Regions from separate parts of the Dromaius novaehollandiae genome. Here region 1 is linked to region 2. A link is a contact called in public Hi-C data. All regions are on one chromosome and are shown on one strand. Each heading gives the region's core, a stretch centred on a gene start, on an enhancer-like site or on the middle of the called end of the contact. The rest is flanking DNA. Distances are from core to core; before and after follow the strand shown.

The links. A called contact is a pair of places that touch in the nucleus more often than the background predicts.
Region 1: a Hi-C map of liver shows a contact between it and region 2, with 9 times the contacts expected there. The contact joins the promoter of LOC112997072 here to the enhancer-like site in region 2. A contact is called at or near these places in 3 of 4 Hi-C or Micro-C datasets (brain, liver and ovary).

Annotation. Positions count from the first base shown.
Region 1 is chr4:47,836,552-47,842,022 of bDroNov1.hap1, reverse strand. It overlaps LOC112997072, which reads right to left and starts at 3,983. Exons shown (of 4, transcript XM_064511748.1): 1 at 3,944-3,983; 2 at 2,652-2,875. The coding sequence starts at 3,983.
Region 2 is chr4:47,752,967-47,758,561 of bDroNov1.hap1, reverse strand. The region is part of intron 2 of GALNT7 (polypeptide N-acetylgalactosaminyltransferase 7); the gene reads right to left. Among named protein-coding and RNA genes, the nearest start is that of HMGB2, 43 kb to the left of the region's middle. Within about 2 kb of position 2,916, at least 2 of the 2 cell types and tissues checked have open chromatin away from gene starts, as enhancers often do.

The DNA.
Region 1 (5,471 bases), core at 2,734-5,233, 82 kb before region 2:
ACCAAGACCTAAAAGTCATAACTCTTTCAGTAACTTACCAAAAACGCATATCCAAAAAGCACAGACTCTTTGTGAAGCTACAGTAAGTCAATCATTAACCCTTCTAATTAATTGATACAAGGTCAGTAGGTTTTTGAGTGGGTCACAAACACATTGGCTAATGCCATTCCTATGGATCTATTAGTAGCATTTCAACAAAAGCAAGGGTATACTACTTTGGAGGGAAGAAAAAAATCATGCTTTTAGAGCACATGAGCACAGATCAGACATGCCGAGCAACCAACAGACATGATTTTTATCATGACACTTGAGTCAGCTTGACAGTCTCTTCACAATGATTTAACTGCCAAATTTTGTGTGCTCAATAAAAGATAAAATTAGGTCATGTGTTACTGCGTTGAGATGAGGTAAAAATAGGGAAGGTGGGAGAGGTTTCCCTGCAAAATACCCAGTATTGGCTCAGAAAAATCAAATAATACACCAATATGGAGGCAGAATAACTGGCTGGTTTGCTTTCATCATGGCTGCTGTTATAAAGTTTCTATTCTTAATCACAATTTCAGAAACATTATAACTGTACCTGTTGGCCATATTACAAAGGCATTGCACCGCAGCATTTCACAGAACCGTAAAGTTATTGGAAAGGGCTTGTGGAGGTCACAGGCAGGCTGCAGTCCTCTGGCTCAAGGCAGGGCTAACATTTAAGGGAGATCAGGTAGCTCAGGCACTTGTCCAGCAACATTTTGGGCACCTCTACAGTGGTGATCCCACGGCCTCTCCAGGCAATGCATTCCAGCACTCAACCACTCCCATAACAGAGCACGTTTTCCTTATGTGTAGCCAGAGTTTCCCCTGTTGCAACTTGCTGTGCACCTTTCACCATGTGCCGTGGGAAGAGGTTGGCTCCATCTGCCCCATGCTCCTCACCAGCCATGGGTGCTGGAGGATGGCCATCCAGTCTCCCTGAAGCCTTCTCCTCCCAAGGCTGAGCAAACCCGGCCACTCCTCATGCATCGTGTGCTCCAGTCCCCAAACCAACCCTGCTGCTCTCCACTGGACTGTCCCCAGTTTACTGCCTTCCCCTTGGACTGGGGGGCTCCAAACAGGGCGCAGCTTCCACAAGCGCTAACACAAGGGAATCACCCCTTCTCTGAGCTGCCGGCTCTGCTCCCACAGCTCCAGAGGTACCTGGCCTCCACCAGCACCAGGTCGTACTGCTGGCTCCTACTCAGGATGTTCAGCCTGCACCCCACATCCTTTGTTACTAAACTGCCAACGGCCAGCCGGTCCCAGCCTCTGCTGCCGTGGGGGGCTGGTCACTCCCTGCCCAGCCCTGCACGTCCATCTTTACCAAGCTTTGTGAGGCGGCTGCTAGCTCCTTCCTCCCAACAGCAGCCAGGCCCTCCACTAGGCTGATGGTGCCCTCGAAAAACCTTCCTTGCTTAACAAAATCAGAACTCCACGTGAGGACAGATGCAGAAACCATTACCTCTTTGGTAGACTTAAACCTGTCAACTGAGTACAGTGAAGTTACTTCAGATTTTCCCTGATATAACCTACAAAGTTCTTTGATTTTCTTTTTTTAAGAGCACTCTTGAAGACCACCATGTCAGTGGCTGCAAAGCCACAGTACAGCTGTAGGTGAATTTCTGAAGTCAAGGAAAGGGAATCCTGATTGCACTTAGTCAGTTTAGCTACTTAAATAATTGCCTTTTACATGACACAGATGTTCAATCAGACGTCAATTATTTAACTTTATTTCCTTTGTGGGAAGTGAGGGGGAGTGATCAGAACACATATACTCACATCTTGCCAACATAAAGAGATTTTTCTTAAACGCACATGTAGAAACTTCTCCCTGAAGCTTTCTCAGTTTTAAAGCCATTATTAATTGTCCACCAGAGGGAGCACAGATATCCCAGCAAAAGAGCAACTTTGTGGCCTATGAGGAAAAAAAATGATTTGGCCATTTCCCTGCTCTCAGGCCTGGTGAGAGCTGCCTGTGTTTCCCTATGTTCCCCAAAGCGTAGCTTTAAAATAACAGGACAGAAAGGTCCAAATGCTCCTCTTGGCTGCACAACAGCATGCAGACTAAAATATTTGCCCATACTTGTATCAGTAATCATGCCTGTCTAATATAATAAAATTAGAGTAGTAGCACTCTTCTCATCAGGTAGGCTTTTATAGTAGTGTAAACGACATCAACATGTACAAAGAATGAGGATTCATATGCTAACACAAACTCTGTTCTGCTTTAATTATCCTCCAGGATGGTAGCTCTGCTCCTTTCCTATATTATATGTGTGTGTGTATGTGTGTGCGTGTATATATATATATAATTGTATGCACATGCTATACGATTATTATGCTAGAAAACTAGCTGTAGGGACAGGTTCCCAATTATAATGACGTAATTTCTCCAGGCAATGGCATGTTTGGGAGTATGGTTAGTATAGTCAGAACAAGCAAACCAGCCCAAAACCACAGACATACCCCACCCACCTGATCAGCTAGAAGGGTTGTGCATAAGCCAAGCCTTTACTAATAGGAGTAATTATTAAAGGAGAATTCATTTTGGAAAGACAGACAGACCGACCAATCTGTTCAAGAAACACCACTAAGGAAAGCCAGTTCTGTGCTTTAACACTTACCACTGCATTCTGCAGTTGAAATTGTTCAAAGTCTGGATTAGTTAGGCAGACTTCACTGCCTTCCGATACAGTCCCAAGGTGGAGCTTCCAGGGAACGTGTTTCTCACGGTGCCGCCTCTCTCCCCTCCGACTGACACTCCTAGGGCACAGTCCAGAGTGCAGGCCACGCTGGGAGACTGATTTCTTCTGTAGCTGATGTGTTGTCTCCCATTGGCCACTCGTACCTAAAGCAAACCATGATTTAGGTTATTGTTTTATTTTTGACTAAGTTAAAATCTAAAATGTTAAAATCATTTTTAAGAACTCCTTATTAGCTAAATCTCCCTCTTAGCTGCTCTACAACAGCCTGTCTCACCAAAAGTCAAATCCTCCTCTTCTTACTTCCACACATAGGTTGCAGGATTGAACCTGACCACACAACACAAGGAACTGAGGATCAGATCTGCCCGATAAAAGGCCAAAGGCATATTCCTACAAAACATTTCACATTCAAGCAAGAACTTTTCTCAGAGAGCTGCTCACATGAGCAAGTGACAAGATTCTTGCGTATTATGTAAGTGCTGATACTTTCAAAGTTACAGGAAAACTCCTGTAACAATGACACAGGTTTTTCCTACTAGGGTGAAGAATTATTTTTTAAAAAAAGACTTTACATTCTATAAAATCTTGATACAACTTCTCATTTTCTTTAACTCAGAATCAAACCTACTTTCCAAAGGAGCTAATGTTCATGTGGTAATATACATTATAAGGTGTATGGCAGTCTGCTGCTTAAGAAGTCAGTGCTTTTGTGCCACCATTATATCACTGGAACATAAGTTGTAAATTTGAGTAAATTAAGTAATAACTGGCCAGATTTGCAAAAGGGCTAAATTACTTTAGCCTAAAACCCTGATCCAAAACTTTACTTCTCTGAAGCCTAGCCCTAGAGGTGCTTCAGTTTTCAGCATTGAAATCTCCCAGGCACCCAAAGCACTGGTTCAATGAAAGGTCAGTAATGCCCGTGTACGGACAGCCCTCTGCCCCGCTCCCTTCGGGACCGGGCGAAGCCTCCTCTGAACGCGCGCCCTGGGGACCCCGTCTATTGGGCACCCCCCAGAGCTCCAGACAAAACGCAGGCAGTGGCAACACTGCATTTCGTGTGAAGGTTTGTCCGTCTGGGTGGAAAGCTTTGTGTTAAAAATCTCTTTTCTTAAAGTCCTCAGGGGAAGATGCTCCTCACCATTCCTACCTCCCTCTCCCCCCTACACTACTTAATTTTAATGATGATAATAGACCAAGGGTAGATTTACCAGGAAGCTGGGACTGGAAAACTTCATCACCTTCCTCCATTAGCCACCCAGAGTGGGACTAAGCCTCAGGGTGTGAAGCTTAAAGGGACTCCCAGCTGCCAGTCAGCCAGTGCCAAAACAACCTATGAGTGACACGTGCCTCCTTCGAGGCACAAACTGGGAGAATCAATGCCTGAAGCAATACGTGATAGCTATCACAGTGACTTTTATATCATTGTCTACCTGGCGATTAAATGTGACTGGTCAGGGATTAATTGTGGTCATTGCAAAGCTAATTTATTCCACTTCAGAATCCACCTTCAGTATGCTGGCATTGCACACTGCCAACAGCAGCCATACTTCTACAACAAACTGTTTTAATGCTTTTTTACTTTTTAACAGTTTGAGCTTTACATGTGATAAGACAGTGATAGAAACAGAACAGTGAAATACATATCTAAGAAGAGGGAGGAAATCAGCTACATTTCAGTTTGTTAGCATTAAAATAAGCCACATTGGGCACAGATATTAAGTAATACCAGAGCAGAAATGAATCCTCATCCAAAAAGGAGAGCTTACCAAGTCATTAATTACGTAAGATGTACAATGGAGAAGGCAAAGAAAATGACATTACAATAAACACTGCAGGAGTATTCCAAACAGACTCTTCATGCTTTTCAGCAAATCCAGCTTTATCATATATGATTAACAATGAATTACGTTCCTACTGGATAGCTAAAAGCCCTCAAAAGTCAGCCAGAATGAGGACTAGGATTTAAGCAAGCCTTCCCATGTTTATTCAGTTGGTGAAAAAACAAACCAAAGATATTTAATGCAAACAGTTTTCAAGCACGAACTCATCATGATGAATTTGTAAATGGTCAATATTCCATCCACAAGTCAACTTACTGCTTTGCATGCCAGTTATTTTCATGCACAGATTTTTTTTAAGCTGTACAATTGGTTTTAGTGACTGGGCTCAGACAGCTAACACATTTCAGGGTGTAAAAAGGGTCCCTGAACTGTGTATGTTAATGTACTAGTATTGACAAAAGAAAGCTCGTCAAATTGACTCAGAATCAACACAGCCGTTCAACAGCTAAGAACAGTACTGGCAAGACGAGTTAATAGTAATTACCGCAGTTATCACCTCAGCTGTGAATCCCAGGGAGACAATTCCATTACAGGATAACAGAACAGAGAAAAATATGTAGGAAATAGGGAGCTGGTTAACCTTTTGAACTGGTTAACCAGCTCTTTCCTTAAAGAGCACCCCCCAAAATGTGAAAAATGCTCACACATCTGCTAGAATTCTGCTGTCACCCTTCCAGAGAGAAAGTTTGGTCTGCAATTGTTTCTGAACTACAAAAAAAAACCATAAACCAAGCCCACAAAATATTAATCATTTAGTGGGAATTCTGCTCCAGAGGTATGTCATACAGACGGTTAAACTCTCTTGCTGCAACATATAGACGAAAGCCTGGATGGAAATGTTTCTACAGTTTCTGCCTGTAGAGCTGATTAACTTGCAAATATGGTTATAAGGAGA
Region 2 (5,595 bases), core at 1,667-4,166:
TCATTCCTGCGTTGGAAAAGAAAAATATTCTGAAACTAAAGTCAAACTTCAAAAAGTATTAATGTAACAGATATCTATTGGTATTTAAACAGCACTTCTTTGGTCAAGAAGGAAGAATTTCACTTATTATAAGGAAACAACATCAATTCTTCACCTACTGGGGAAAAAAATTAAAAGTGGTAGAAACATACTATTAATTTTGTTTCTGTGGGAAACAAAAATTACAGAATCAAAAAGCTAATGTTAAGACCTAACTAATGCTAAGGCCTTTTCTTTCTTAATCATGCTTGATGTAAGCAACCTCTGAAAAGGCATGATCTCTAAAAGCATGATTTACTGACTCTAAGATCCTCCATCTCAATTGTTTTTATGCCTGAACTCACTGCAGCTCATCGTATTTATAAACTGTGAACATACAAGTGCTAGACTGACTTTTTAAACTGCATGATTCAGGCCGCTAATGCATTCCTTTTATAAATCCTTCTCAAAGGATTTCAACTGATTTCAAATTGTAATACTTCAGTTCACAGCACAAGCATTTAAGCTGCTGACAACTTATCAGCTCTTTGCAGAGATAAAATGGGTATGCTATCTAGGTGCATCGAGTCAGTTGTTTGAGGAAATTTTTTCCATTGTGTATTTAGTAAGAGATTAAAAACAGGACCGTGTTCTGTTTTACATATATATTCTTGTGGGCTAAGTTTGGTGATTTAGTTATATTAGAGTGCATGATAAAGAGGTGTTTTGTATGGCAAACTGGAATGGCAGCTGAAGGCCAGGCAAAGACCCCATGGAAAGATAGCAGAAAGTAACGGCACATTTGCCTCATGGCAGAAGGCAGTATCTGACATAGGTTGCAGCGTGCTGCTGATCTCCATCATCAGAAGTTTAGACAAGAAACGTTTCTGCTCTCCAATTAAAAAGACAATGATTGCATTTCAAGTTGACAAAACTTTTTCATTTCAACAGACAAAAGAAACAAAGCAAACACTACAAACAACCAAAACATTTTGCTTGCTTATTTCTTCCTCTTCCTGTAGATAAATAATATTTAGGAATAAAATGGTTAACAGCATAAGAACAAAAAGATACTAAGTAGCTTAACATAATTAAAAAAACCCAACTGATTACAAAAGCTTGAATAGCACAAAACATCTGTTTGCAATTTAAAAGCAATCTGAATGCATTTTTGCTCTGTATTTTATATACTGTTTAAAACATAAAAATAGAGGTCTAGATGTTTTTTTTGCTACATATCCAACTTAATTCCTGCAGACCTGTCAGCACATTTTACTTTTTAAACTTGAAAAATCATGTCTGGCTAAATGTGCCAATTGCAAGACATAATAACACTGCATTTATACTTCTAGTAAGATCCTAATTTTAGCCTTTTCCAGAGACCTGATTTCACTTCTTGGACAGTCAGCATAGTGACTCATCACCAAGCCCATAAGCAGTAACAGACAACAATAACTTGTACATACAATCTCATCTCTTAGCTTGCATTGAGAATTGGAGGTTTTAAACATAGCAGTAGCTCTAAATACATGCAGTTAACACCTATTTTAAGCTCTGTGGCAATTTTTCCACGAAATGTGAACTTTATTCAATTATTTGGGTGCCAAAACCAAGAGACTCCACTCTCTCTTTGCCTTCAAATCCACAGAAAAGAAGTTGGGAAGAACCTGTCTGTGGAGCAGCAGTGACATCCAGTGGTTGGTAAAAATAAATACCAGGTAACCATGCGTGCATTTTCCTTGTATTTGAAGCTGAATTTTACACTACTAGTTTACCTATAAATTTTAGAGTCCTGAAAGAAAAATAGAAAGCCTCAGTTTGCAGCCTCTCATGTTTCAATTTTGAAAGACAGGATCAAGTAGATACGTCAGTCCAGTGACCATTCAGGCAAAGGCTGCAGCTATATAAAACTGGAATGGGGCGAAAGTTTCAAAGTACAAAGGAGACTGCAACAAAGAGGATTTAATGACTTTTCAACCTCTAACTTCATCCTCTAGACACCGTTTCCTGCCCGCATACCGTAGCATGGTACCTTTTCAGATGTAGCCTGCAGGATGACAACTGTGGTGATATGTGAACCAAATTAGTGAAAATAAGCTTAAAAAAAAAAAACCAAGAAACAAATATATATATGTATTTTTGAATTATCATCAGTACAGCTGAGAGGACAGCATGTTGCAAGAGATATGCAGGAAAGACAGCAGCGTGCTTAAGCTGACGTTGCCACTAGACACGCATTTCTCGACCCTGTAACCACTTAAGGTACGGGGCAGGAACAAGCTGAAGCGTATGCATCTGTGAAGGAGCGGCAGGACTTTCCCCAAGCAACGTCGCAGAGCTCCTTTAGCCTCCTCCCCCCGGAGAGCAGATCCTAAGTGAAATGAATCAATAGTTTCAGACCAGTCAACAGATAAAAACTTGTATTACTGAGCAAAAACACAGATCGACGCCTCACTGGAACGAGAAGAGACCTCTCAAGGGAACAGCAGCAATGCAGTAGAGAAACTGAGTAACACTACTTCTGACTATTGGTTTGCATATAAATTATTCCTCCCTCTCCAGCCCACGAGAGCGCGGTACTCCCAGGGACTGTGTCATGCCAGGGTCCCTTTCCCTGGATCGCAGCTGAAATCGTGCACCGGTCGCTGCAGGACAGCACCCCATAAGCCTCTGCACGAGAAGCTGGAGATCTGGATCGGAGCCCTCCTAGCCCAAGGAAGTTTCTGCTCGCCCAGCTAAAGCGCCCCAGGCAGGAGGCCCCCGACTTTGGCTCGCTCCTGCTGACCTCCTTCTGGCCCCACAAATCTGGCCGTGGGTGCATAGTCCAAGGACTGCGCGACTGCACAGCCTCCCTGTTAGCAATCACCTCTGTGGCAGACGTAGGCTCAAATTTCCTCAGGCTAAAAAAAGCCCAAGCTATAGGCTGCTGCTCCTAGAAGAGTACTCCAGCCATCAAGCAAAAGTGTAAGAACGGAGCAGTGACAGCACCAGGACAGCCATTTAAACGAGTGAGCCCTAATCAGATAGATACTTGTACTCAAGGCAATTTGAGATCTTGAGCTGAAGTGTTTATCGTATAATCTTGAATTTCTAAATTCCCTAATACACACGCACCTAAATGCTAGGGAACAGTGAAACAGCATGCAGCCACAACCAGCCTTCCTCCCCGAGACCGTTCTCCTCCGGTCACAAACCGAACTAGCACTGCATTTAGCAAAGGCGCATCAGGTCCCTCTCTGGATTTTGTCCCTAATATTAAAGCTCTACACTTGCGTACTCAGACCAAAATGCAGCAGCACAGATTTCTCTGAGACAGCAGGTTGCTGTCACTGCCACTGAATTCCTGTAAGTGCTCCAGGAGACAAATCCTAAGAAGCACTAATCAGTTCCGCTTCAAGCTGAGCCATGAATCAGTGAAAAGCTGAAGGTCTCAATCTAGCATTTATATTCTCAAGTCTTCCTGAATGTGTAATTAAGACATTAAAATGATAAGCTCTCCTCTGCATTAATATAAAACTGTTCACAATTTTAAATTTTAAGTTGTATTTCATGTTAATTGTGGTTTGAGATTATGCACCACCTGCTTATAATTGTTTTGTAGTGCTTGTATTTTTCCTCACACTTTGAGCTGCTCTAACACTAACAGAGCTTTAAAAAAAATTGTCAGAAAATACTGATGAGATGCTAAAAACCCAACGTATATGGCAATTACTGACATTTCTGCTACTAGGTAAGCACTGTTTAAGAAGTTACTACTCGATGCATTTCCCTACATGCAACTCAAAAGAATCCTTGATGTGCATAACTGGATTTATCAACCCCTGAGAGGTTTTACCTAATATAAGAAGCAAAAGGCTAGAAAGAACCTCTTTGGGCAGCGAGTTCAGTATCAAGGAAATATCTAATATTTCTACCATGCCTCGCTCATCAGATATTAAACCCTGAAGTTCCTGTCCGTGCTCAGTACTGAATTACAATTTATACCATGTAAGTTTATCTAAATGCTTTAACATAAATTCTGGTAACAGAAACATGACAGAGCATAAGTTATTCTAATTTTTTGGTTTTGCATTCAGATTACAATGCATTTGACAGACTGCTTCCTCCACTTGCCCCCAAATTCACATGGACAAGGACTGTGGCTGGAAGGTCACATAAGCAGCTACAGGAAACGCCTCCTACTTCTGCTTCCTCCCCACTCCTCCAAAGGCAAGGCTGAAGGTAAGACTCAAATATACCCCACCTGGAGACCTCCAAGTGCCGCGCTATACATTTTTTTGAATAGGGAGTTATTTAGAGCTCAGTCCTCTCCGTTCAGACTGCAAACACAGGGGTAAGTAAATCCAGTTACAGATACCTTATCCAGTGCCTGTGCCAACTTCTTTCTACTCTTAGGGTGAATTATTTGTGTGTTGAAATTTAAAATTCAAAATGCTAGCAGGCAACTTTAAACACACATGGGATCTATCTTCAGGACAGTTTTCACTATTGGGAGCTGAAAAGTTAACCAAAAATGCTTATTTTCCCTCCAAGGACAATGCCTGGAATTCTAAGCTTTCCTGACCCCTAGGAGATGCTCTAACAAATAAATCGCTAATTACATTTTAAGCACTCTCTTTTCCTGTAGGAATCTTGCCAACAGTAAGGCGGCTGATAACTTGCAGTCAAAAGCCCAGCCTTCTTGATTTAGTTTCACCACTATAATTCATCTGATCTCAATCCTAGGCCCCAGTAAAGCACACAAAGATTTATGTGCATACTACAAAAATTAGTTTTGTTAGTTAGGGAACTGTTACAGTGTACTGTAACACTTGAATAAAAGATTTTTCTCAAGGAACCATGTGAAATGAAACCAAGTCCCTAATGCTCTATTTCCAAGGACACAGATAAGCTTTCAGTAATTACTGTTGGTATTTCATATAGCAGTATCAAATACATAATTCATACAGAGCTATAATTAAGCAGTCAATCACATTCCTGAAGAAAGCAGGCTCCGCTCCACTCCAGAGCTTCTCTATGGAATCTCCTTAGTGATGACATGATTGACTGGGCAACTAACTGCTGTAGAGAACATATTAAATTCATGTTATTCACCCAGTGTAAAAAGACCCTCCATTTCTAATAAGCAGCCAAGATTAATCTGCCTCATGTAGTATCTTGAGTTATTGTTTATAACTAAAGACTTTTTTTCCCTCCAAGTCCAGCACTAAAAATTTGATACAGCAGTTTGACATTTTTAATAACATTTGGACCAACTAAAGGGCAGTCTTCACCAAACTACAACAGAAAAAATAACTTATACTGACACATAGCTCTGTATGTGTGTCTATATTTAAGTAAATTCAGACGTCTGTTTTTGGCAAGAAGCCCCTCCTCTGCTTGTAGTAAAAAGAGAGAGAGGAAAAAAGAACACTCTTCAAAACTACATTTATTATTTTAAGAACAAGCCAATTCTCATTCACTTTTGATTTGACTATCAAAATAGTGTTTTATAAAAATGTTGGGAGCGATTACAAGGCTTTCAGAAGCCTTGTAATGAATTACTGCTTCTGATTCAGACTAGCTGTAAGAAACGTA